Linked DNA regions of Mus musculus: all the other regions are linked to region 1. The links are chromatin contacts, called in public HiChIP or PLAC-seq and promoter capture Hi-C maps. All regions are on one chromosome and are shown on one strand. The core of a region is the stretch at or near the end of the contact, and the rest is flanking DNA. Distances in the headings are between cores, read along the strand shown.

Region 1 (3,327 bases), core at 633-3,132:
TAAATTAGCTGATCTCTGTGTGTGTGGCAAATCTACCATAATACATAGCATTTTATATAATGTATATGTGCCTTACAACTTCATTCAAAGAAAGTCCTAAGTTAGATTTCTTATTCTCAGATTTGAACAGATCTCTAATGAACTTTAAAGTAATTTGTAATTTATAAAAGTTTTTATAAATTAAAGTTAACATCACATCTTAAAAAGTATTTGTTTTTTTGTTTTGTTTTAAAATAGATATCTTTTCACACAATTAAGATACACATATAACTATGATCTCCCAAAAGTTATAATGCCTTCCGTCAAATAGCATATTACATTATCAATTTAAAAAGTATTTGTATGAGACATGATTTTCTTTGGTAAACTAAAAAATGTCTAAGGCTTTAAAAATGTAGTAATATAACAGACAAAGGAAAATTTAAGTTACAGAATTGAATTAATAGAAATACTAGTTTGTCAGGTGTGTGGGCACACAGCTTTAATCCCAGTACTTGGTAGGCAGAGAGTTTAAGGCCAGTCTGAGCTACATAAAAAGACTCTGTCTCAAAACCCCCTCTTCCCCCAAAAAGGACCTCCCCACCAAAAAAAAGAAAAAGAGGAAAAATACTTGTTAAAATTTATAATAGTTTTAAAGCACAACTACACAGGCTAATATTATCTAAGTATAATCTAATACACAGGTAGTAAGTAGTTTTCAAATCGTTATGTAAAATCTTAGGAACCTTGTATAGAAATTCGTTTTGGATCACAGGCTGCTAATCCTTCAAATGAGTACAATTGCTATGGAATTTAGGTAAGAATTCTGTGCTAGGATTCCTTTCATTCACCAGGAAAATCTGTTATTTTCAAGTTATAATCTATGCCTTTGAGGAGTGGGGCAGTTAAAGTTTCCAAATGTTCTAGGAATTTGTTCTATCTAAGAAATGAAACTTAGGTCTATAAAAAGAATTTTATGCTAATGTTTACAGCATCTTCTATGCAAAGTGTTAAAAGCCAGAGGTCCATCAAATGATGAATGGATAAACAAAAATATCCTCACAATGGAATAGTATTTAGTAATAACAATAAAGCATTAGGATGTAGTGTAGTATGAATAAACTTAAAAACATGTAATGCTAAATGAAAGGAATCAGATGCAAAGGTCTAGACACTGCGTGATTCTGTCACTATGAAATGAACAGAACAAACTGATAAACACACTGAACAGATCTCTGATTACCTAGGAATGGAACTCAGAGCAGGAATTGCCTATAAATGGGCTTGGGATACATTCTTTTTGAGGATGAAAATGTTTAAAGACTGGGTTGTGGGGAGAATATACTGAGGTCCATACAGTTATTACACGTCTCTGGATTACACACTTACAGTGGCGGTTTTCATAAGATGCAATTTACATCTAATTTATACCATTACAAAACAAAATAAAACATATCATTTTCTGAAGAAAATAAGCTATTCCATTTGTTAACGTATTTACTGCATTGTTATTCCCTTTCTCACAAAAATATAAGCAATTTATCTAATTTCAATAAAAAATATAATTACATCTCTGGAGAAAAACACAGAAAACACTTCCAAGATAACTTACCAAACTACATGCCTAGGTTATAAACTTAAAGCACTTGCTCAAATAATATTTATAAAGAATGGTATGGGAAAAATTTATTTATCGAGGGCAGTATGAGATGGTGTTAGAAGATATAGCTGACTACTCTTTCCCTTTTAAGGAACTAAGAATCTTAAACTGAAAATATCTGCAGACATGTCTTTCTCCTGTGTCTAAATATTCACAGGTCATCTGGCCTCAGGCACAAGCTTTAGAAAAGTTATTCTCAACTTGATTAGTTAAGTCTTTTGCCTCAAGGAAAACCAGTTACAAAAGAGTTCCTTGTGCCTCAAGGGGTATAAATACTACAGATGTTTGTGTAAGTGTCAGGTCAGGTTTTTGTTTTTTTTTTCTTTTTTCCTCTGCTAACACGAAAGTAAATGCAGAGGGAACTATTCCTAAAGAGATTATGTCAGAGGAGTCTATATTAACACAGAAACAATGAATAGGTAAGAAGTGATTTGCTGTGAAAAGACAGAAATGATTTTTTTAGTTAGAAGAAGTTATCACAAAATTTACTGACTTCTAAGATAACAACCAGCAAAAAAGATAAAATTTGATGGCAAAGATGTTGGAAGAATAAAGCAAGCTATCTTTACAACACATTCTTGATGTGTGAGACAAAACTAGCTGTTCCCTAAAAGGAATCTACTAGAATAAATGTACAGAGCTTCTTTCAACAAGATAGATAACCTAAACTAGAGGAAATGCCTGGACCAATTTCAGTCCTTGTTAAAAAGCAAAGAGCTTCAAGATAGTATTTGAATCCCGTATTACAACCTGACCAACTAGGATATTCAAAATTCAAATTAAACAGAACCAGGAAAGGCAGCTAATATTTTAGTACACAGAATTATTCCAGACAATATATTTGAAGAAAAACTCCGAATCTCTCACTGTGTAGTTCTGAGTTTGTCTATAAGATTGGCTACCCACAACAAACCAGATATTTAGGCTTGCTTAAATCTCAAATGTGCATTTATTTAAGACAACACAGTCAAATTTCCAATGTTGTCCACTATTGTCTCATAAAATCAACCTGTTGAACTCCAACCTGCATTATTGCTGCTTGTTCTTTAAAGACTAACAAATTCAAAATGAAACATACAAACACAAACAAACAAAAGTTTATTTTGCCTGCAATGATTTTGTGTGTATATGAGAAACTTTTGTTTTAATTAACCATATGTGTCTCAAAAGATAATTTAAAGTGTTTCTTTCTATGATTTTAAAATCTCCAAAGACTTTGCAACAGGATAGACATTCCACACATTCTACGGCACAGGAAAGACCTCTGTAAGTCACAGGCACTATAAACCACCTTGCGAGTACATTTATTACTGGTCTTCTGAAAAGGGCAGAGACATGTCTGAGTGAGGGACTGCCTCTTGTCTAAGGTTACCAGATACAATCACTGTAGTAGACATAGGAAAGAAGTCTAAACAAACAAGAAAAAAGGGGCAATTATCTTTTACTTCTGTCTTCTAACAGTTTATCACCTGGATTATCTGGAGGTGAAGAAACATCAGGAAAGTACACATAAGGAATTACTAAAATGATAACCTCAAACACTTAAGAAGGGGGGTCTGGGAATACTGGGTCCACCAAATACATGGGGCTATTTATCATATACTGTCAAGAGTGGGTATTTGGTTAAAATCAAAAACTGGCTGTTTCCCAGGGCATAACCCATGGTAAAAGTCTTTTCTACTGAAGCC
Region 2 (3,148 bases), core at 625-3,124, 280 kb before region 1:
GAATGAAGAAACCATGTCAACGGCTCAGTCAGCTATAATGATTCCTTCCATTCACATTATAGAAGGTAACTGGACTCAATGGTCCTAACAGTATTTATTAAAAGGTTCCTCATTTTCTTTTCCTTAACAAAAAAATTTTTGCACTTTTCTTCCCATTGAAGACCACATTTAAGACCAGTCTTGAAGTATACACTAAAGTTCAGCTCAGAGAGTTGTGGGAAGTTCACAATCAGGGTGCTTCCAACTCATCTGGAAATCCTTCTGTTGTGTCAGATCTCAACCAGGTCAGACCAACAAGAGATTAATGCAAGTGACAAGATTTTAGAATCCCGGTTACCCACCTGCAAAATAAGTAATATTTTCTCCCCATGTAAGTTTCACAAAATGAGTTATGCTTCCGTTGTATTTTACTATAATCTCATATTACAACTACAAACACAGGTTGAAATGTTTAAGATAATATGAAATGCTGATAGTTTAGGTAAAGTGGACATTTCATAGATAATTTTTATCAAGAAGATGGTAAGAGTATATGACTAATTTCCTAGCTTACTTTTTAAAATTCACAATCCATTAAAAATGTAAAAGGATTTTTAAAGGATTTAAATGTTCTTATTATTTTCTTAAACGCATGTGAACAGCAGAACCACTGGACAGTTCTAACGTTAACCAAACTCTTCCATTAAAAAAAACAAAAAACAAAAAAACCTTCCTTATTTAAAAAAAAGTGTATTAGTCTTCTTTTTAAAATCAGATAAGAAACACTTGAGCCATAAAGATGTACACTCTTAATTCTCAATCACATACTTTAAGCTTGTTTAAGAAGTCTTTTATTATTAACAGAAAAAAATAAAATTGGCTTTCTGAAGGCCAATTTGCCACATGATGTGTAACACTTGGAACAAAATTAAAAGCACCTCTGTACATTTGCATCTGGCAATGCACTCTGTGTCGGACCCATAGCCGTGTGCATGGGTGTGTATGGAATGGAGCTCTTTGGGTGTGGTGTACATGCTATTTGCCACACTCAAAGCAGAGCATCTCAGCATTTGAGGGCCAAGAGGTTGGGATGCTCTGACCCTTCATCCCAGCAAGAAAGTGCAGTAGTGACCACAGCTTCCATACTGCCTCTCTCAACTCTGCTGTAAGTCTAGCTCTTCCTTTCTTTCCACTCCAGGAGAAAGGCTTCCACCTGAGTGTGAGGGTTAGGTAGGGGGAAGAATGGGGGGAGCTAAGAGGGTGGAAAAAGAAAAAAGGGAAGACAGACAGGAAAAGGGTGAATAAGCCTGTCTATGGCAATTTCTACTATAACATACAGTTTTTAATTCAAATAGGTGTAGTGATGAAAAAATCTGAAAGCTTAGCCTTCCTTGGGACTGCATCTTTGGACCCAACGCAGAGGAAGCAAACTACCCTTTGACATTTTCCCTGCTGATGATCAGGGGATCAGGGTATTCATCTGCAAGGAGGGAAAACAGGGAACTTGAGGAGGATGAGTGTGAGTCATGCTTTTCTTCCTGGCAGATCCAGGAGTCCAGGCCCTTCCAGGGTGTTTCAGAGATTGAGGAGTTTGCCCTTTCAGCCCCTGAGCAAGCTGTAGCCTATGCATTTGTGTGACATCCAACTTTCACAGGAGAGGGGCAAGGTGGCTGCTAAGTTTGGCACAGTCCCTCTGTGCCTCACCACAGACCATCACTTACCACAGCATTGTGTTTTTTCCTGGAGCTAACCCAAAGGAGGCAAGCACTAAGGATGGAAATTCTCTTCCAGCCTTCCAGTGTCTCTGAATGCTTCTTCAGTAACTTTCCAAGAGAGTTCTGTTGAAATGGTTGGTTTGTCATCTTAGTCAAGAGGATGGTAGCCACACAAATGGCGTTTCCCTCTCTCTTCCTCCCCAGCTTCCGGCCTGGGAAGGCTTTGACAGATCTGTGAGCTCCTTGCTAAGCTGCTACTATTTTAGGGTCTAAGTCTACTGACTAAGTCTTTATCCAATAGGGTTAAACACAGACATATTGATAGCCCTGATTAGAAGAGTGGCTCCTTCTGGAGAACCTCAAAGCTTTTCTTGACTCCCAGTTCCTCCCGGGACAGAACAAGAGTCTTTTGTCTTCTTCCAGACACCTAACCTGAAGGAAGACTCAGACATGAGCTTCAAAACTGGGATATTCTAATGCACTATAAACCTAGTTTCTTTGGTGGTTTTTCTTAGGGACTTCTTTCAGACTACCTGTTTGTACACACACACACACACACACAGAGAGAGAGAGAGAGAGAGAGAGAGAGAGTCTTAATGGGCTGCAAGCTCTTCTAATTCTTGTTCAGAAGCCAATCATGTCTCTGGTCAAACTCACTGTCCTTTGCAACAGAGGACAACTGCTGTCCATCTCCCCTAGTTAGACACCAGTCTATGTGGCTAAGATCCAGGCCATAAAAACCAACCAACCATCATCCAACAAAGTATTGCTTGGCATGTATTGTAACTCTAATATCACACAGATCTAGAAATCCTGGGAGCCAAGTGTTGGCTGCTCCCTCACGAGTGAAATATTAAGTTGGGCAAAGGTTTGTGGAGCATCCACTAGCCCACTTCTAAGTGCTACTGTTAGGTCTTAGAAAAATAAGGTGAGGAGATCAGCATGAAGGGTGGTGACAGGGTTTGGCTCCACTAATTTGGGGGTCGTGTTTTTCAAAGCAACCAAGTGATCTTTAGGTAAAGCCAAATACACAGGAGGAAAGCATCCTGTTTTGAGAGAGGCAGGAAGTGTAGATGCACAGCTATAACCTGTGAGTGTGTTAATTACTCAGGAAAAGGGCTTGGGAGCCCAAGGCTTGAATTTGGTGAATTCATGCAATTTGGAGCATTCCGACTTAGTATTGATCCCTAAACTCAATTTTGAAAGCAGCCTCCACCGCAGATGTGTGGGTTGTGTTATCCCAGTATTTGTGCGCATCGATTGACTAAAATAAAATGCATCATACTCTCCGCAAAGAAGGAAGAATCAGGGACAGTCACAAGAGGAATAGCAGAAAGTGCATAGTTAATATGGGTTGTACGCCAATCCGCGAAACAAGTGCTCTAAACCCAGGGGGATTTCATGGACTAGCTAATTTGGTGAGAGCGAGAGTGCGGAAGGAAGCAGGGCCATCT
Region 3 (3,242 bases), core at 331-2,830, 360 kb after region 1:
TACCAACTCAAATTCTGAGTGGTAACACTCAGTGATCATAAAATATATAACAAAGAGAATGTTTCAGTGTTGTTAATATTAACATATACACTGTTCTTTCCTGTAAAATATTCCCTGGGCAAATCAAGTATCTTGAATTTTTTCAACTGTCTTTGGGGGGTGGGGAGGGTTAAAAAAGAAGCAGAGAAGTAGGGGTGGGGGAAAGAGAGCATAATTAATAGGTATTTGTTCCATGAAAACCCTTGGGAGACTTCTAAGCCTTTCAGGCTGGTGAGTTCTCACCTAGAGAGGGGACTGCACGTGCTTTTGAAAGCTTGGCTGAGCAGCGCTATTCAACTTGTTAGACGCTCAAGCATTCCAATTGTGCCTGTTACTATGAAGTGGGGTACTGTCCAATGTGACAACGTGCAACATGACACTCAGACATGCTGACTTTATTCATTAATAACAACCATTCCCCCACAAATAAGCATCTAAATTAGGAAAAACAAAAGTGTTTCAAGTTGAAACTGTCGTTGCTCTGGGAGAGTAAAAGACAATTCTTGCTCTACGGCCCTTTTCTTCATTCTTTCAAAACTGGATTTTTTTTTTAAGCTTTCAAATTCTTTTAATTAAAAAAAATGCCTAATGTGTCTTACTTACTTTGGGGTTTTCTTAACAAAGAACTATTCTTGTCCTCCTAAACCAACCTCGTATTAAAAAAAAAAAAAAAGAAAAGAAAGAAAGAAAAAGAAAAGGAGAAAGTTAAACTTTATACAGGATTTGTCTTTGAAGTTATGAGTCGCTAAAGAAGTAATTCATTTATACTAAAGATCTTGCCATTCCTAACCGTACTTTAGATGAGTATCTCGTATTTATTTACGAAGACTCTATTGAGTAATTAAAGCCACGGACGTAGTGAGTTTAGGAGCACAGAATTTATATGACAGAGTGCTTTCGAAAGGTATTTATTCGCAGTAGCATATAAAATTTTTTAATAATCCTGTCAAATATGTTCATGAATAATTTATTAATCTCCCAATTGTTAACTACCGGGCGTGCACACACCCGCCTGTGTCCTGCACATCACGCAGAAATCTACTGCCATGTTCCTGAAGTGACAAAGACAAGGTAAAACTGGTATATTTAAGATGTCCTCAGCCTCACAAAAGGGCAGCGCTGCGGGTCAGGCTGGCGAGTTAACACACGCACTCAGTCTCCCGTTGTCCCGAAGCCCAGCTTCTGGCCACACTCGCGGCGGCGGGGTTCCCGCGCCTCCCTGCACCAGGCCCAGTGGGGACAGAGCTGGTGCGGTCCCAGGTGAGCGCCAAGCGGGACCAATGGGCGTCCGCGCTCGCCGCGGCCGAGGCCAGCGCCTCCCAGACCGTGCGAGAGGCCGGCGCGTCCCGCCCGAGGCCCGCAGGGCGGCTGAGACGAGAGGCCCAGCCGCCGCCCGAGCTTCACCCGAACCCTCCCGAACCTCCCCGAGGCGTCGCCCGAACCTCTCCGAACCGTCCCGAGCCGTCGCCGAACCTCCCCGAGCCGCCCCGCCGCGGGTGCGCGCGCCCGATCAGCTGGGCGCGCGCCCCGAGTCACGTGGTGTGCGTGTCGAAGGTCACGGCGCGCTCACAATGGAGCTCTCGGAGTCTGTGCAAAGAGGCATCCAGACGCTGGCGGATCCCGGTTCCTTTGACTCCAACGCCTTCGCGCTTCTCCTCCGGGCGGCTTTCCAGAGCCTGCTGGACGCCCGGGCGGACGAGGCCGCGCTAGGTAAGCGGCTCTCCCGCCGCCGCGGCCTGGGCGGAGGGGCGCCCGGCAGAGCCGCCAGCCCGGCGCCTTGGGCACAGCTCCGGCCCGGGCAAGTCCCCGGTTTTCGCCCAGCCCGACTGTGGGGACCCGAGCGGGCCCTGAGCGCCGCTGTGCCCCCGCAGGGCACCTACACGGGGCCAGCTCTACGCTCCTGGCCTGGTTTCCCTGCCAGACTGTTTCTTTGTTCCTTTGTAAAGCCGTGTTCAAGTCTAGTTTGTGGCCTAAATGTGTGGGGGTTTTCAGCCTCCTCGGAGGCTGCAGCTGTTTTGACACTTGGACTTCAACTGGGGAGGTCCTGTGATTCAGCCTCCCCCAGCTGGGCTGGAGGGGGTTGAAAAGGCAGTTTCCGAAGCAATGGCTGGGTCAGACAGCACTGACATTTTCCAACCTACAGAACACCTCCGGATTCTCTGATCACTCCAGCACGGGCGTTCAGAGTGTTAAGCCCAGGTTATTCGTCCAGAACCCTCAAGTAGGGCGCCTAATGTTTTGTTCTGCAGCGGCTACCAGGAAGAGAGACTATTTAAAATGTCTGGTCGCAGACTGCAATTGTCATAATGGATTAAGAGCGTACTTTAAGACAAATCACTTCTAGATAATTCCCTCAAATCTATCAACACATTCCAGAACTCCTTGGGTCTCCACACCCCCCCCCCCCGTTTCATACTAGATACTTGGACAACAAGTATGAAAGTGGAAGCTGTTCTTAAAGCCCCCCCCCCCCCCCAATTAACCACTACCTGGTTTATCTCGAAGCTGTGTGTGTGTGTGTGAGAGAGAGAGAGAGAGCGAGGAGAGGTGGGGGGACTTGAAGATATTAATGGGATTTTGATATTTCTGTTGTGCATGCTAATGTATGCCCTCCTATCAAGCTTCTTTGATGTATTTATGTTCATGGAGTCAATTGCTCTAAAATGTCTTTTGAAAGTTGTTCATTTTGAAATTTACTGTGTAAACTACCTTCAGTTTCTCCTTTGCTTTCAGTCCATCCAGCAACCACTGCCCCCCCTTTCTTTGAGGTATTTAAAAAAAAAATACTAAGACGAAATAAAAGAAGGTAATTGAAAAGAGAGTGACAGCAGATTATTGATGTATTCTCTTTATTGTTTTGCAGTTAACCTTGTTCATCTCATCCATTTACAATTGAATTTTTGTTATATTTTCTAAAGAGGAAGTTTTACCAAAACCAAATATTCCTCTTAGGAACAGGGGCCTAAAGGATTTGTAATCATTAGCAATTAATTTATTTTAGATCACCCATACTTGAAACAGATCGACCCAGTGGTTTTAAAGCATTGTCATGCAGCAGCTGCAACTTGCATCCTGGAGGCAGGAAAGCACCAAGTTGACAAGTCTACTCTAAGGTACAGACTTTATCTAATGCCCGCTTACTTTGAAGTGGTATCTTTGTCATTGTAATTTCAGTTTTTAAAGATAGAGACTAAACCTTGCTT

What was found. Promoter capture Hi-C pulls out the DNA fragments that hold promoters and counts their contacts. HiChIP or PLAC-seq counts read pairs in DNA pulled down with a chosen protein or histone mark.
Region 2: a contact with region 1 is called in an H3K4me3 HiChIP or PLAC-seq map of embryonic forebrain, with 5 times the contacts expected there. The contact joins the promoter of A930004D18Rik here to the enhancer-like site in region 1. A contact is called at or near these places in 5 of 39 promoter capture datasets (the HPC-7 cell line, HPC-7-derived erythroid cells, cranial neural crest and 2 more), 1 of 15 datasets of contacts at CTCF or cohesin (the NIH/3T3 cell line), 4 of 484 Hi-C or Micro-C datasets (CD4 T cells, cranial neural crest, embryonic stem cells and 1 more), 12 of 115 datasets of contacts at active chromatin or transcription factors (the 230-238 cell line, the SCID.adh cell line, bone marrow-derived macrophages and 7 more) and 2 of 9 other capture datasets (adipose tissue and liver).
Region 3: a contact with region 1 is called in a promoter capture Hi-C map of cranial neural crest. The contact joins the promoter of Commd3 here to the enhancer-like site in region 1. A contact is called at or near these places in 5 of 39 promoter capture datasets (HPC-7-derived erythroid cells, cranial neural crest, hippocampal neurons and 2 more), 1 of 484 Hi-C or Micro-C datasets (neural progenitor cells), 2 of 115 datasets of contacts at active chromatin or transcription factors (bone marrow-derived macrophages and stem cell-derived neural progenitor cells) and 3 of 9 other capture datasets (adipose tissue, liver and pancreatic islet).

Annotation. Positions count from the first base shown.
Region 1 is chr2:18,312,794-18,316,120 of GRCm38.p6, forward strand. All of the region lies in intron 3 of Dnajc1 (DnaJ heat shock protein family (Hsp40) member C1), which reads right to left. Among named protein-coding and RNA genes, the nearest start is that of Dnajc1, 78 kb to the right of the region's middle. Within about 2 kb of position 1,883, at least 2 of the 459 cell types and tissues checked have an H3K27ac peak or open chromatin away from gene starts, as enhancers often do.
Region 2 is chr2:18,035,867-18,039,014 of GRCm38.p6, forward strand. It overlaps A930004D18Rik (RIKEN cDNA A930004D18 gene), which reads right to left and starts at 1,875. Exons shown (of 2, transcript NR_028376.1): 1 at 1,701-1,875.
Region 3 is chr2:18,670,855-18,674,096 of GRCm38.p6, forward strand. Commd3 (COMM domain containing 3) reads left to right here and starts at 1,581. Exons shown (of 8, transcript NM_147778.4): 1 at 1,581-1,749; 2 at 3,041-3,152. The coding sequence starts at 1,611. Gm33355 (a long non-coding RNA gene) reads right to left here and starts at 1,550. Exons shown (of 2, transcript XR_374026.2): 1 at 1,482-1,550.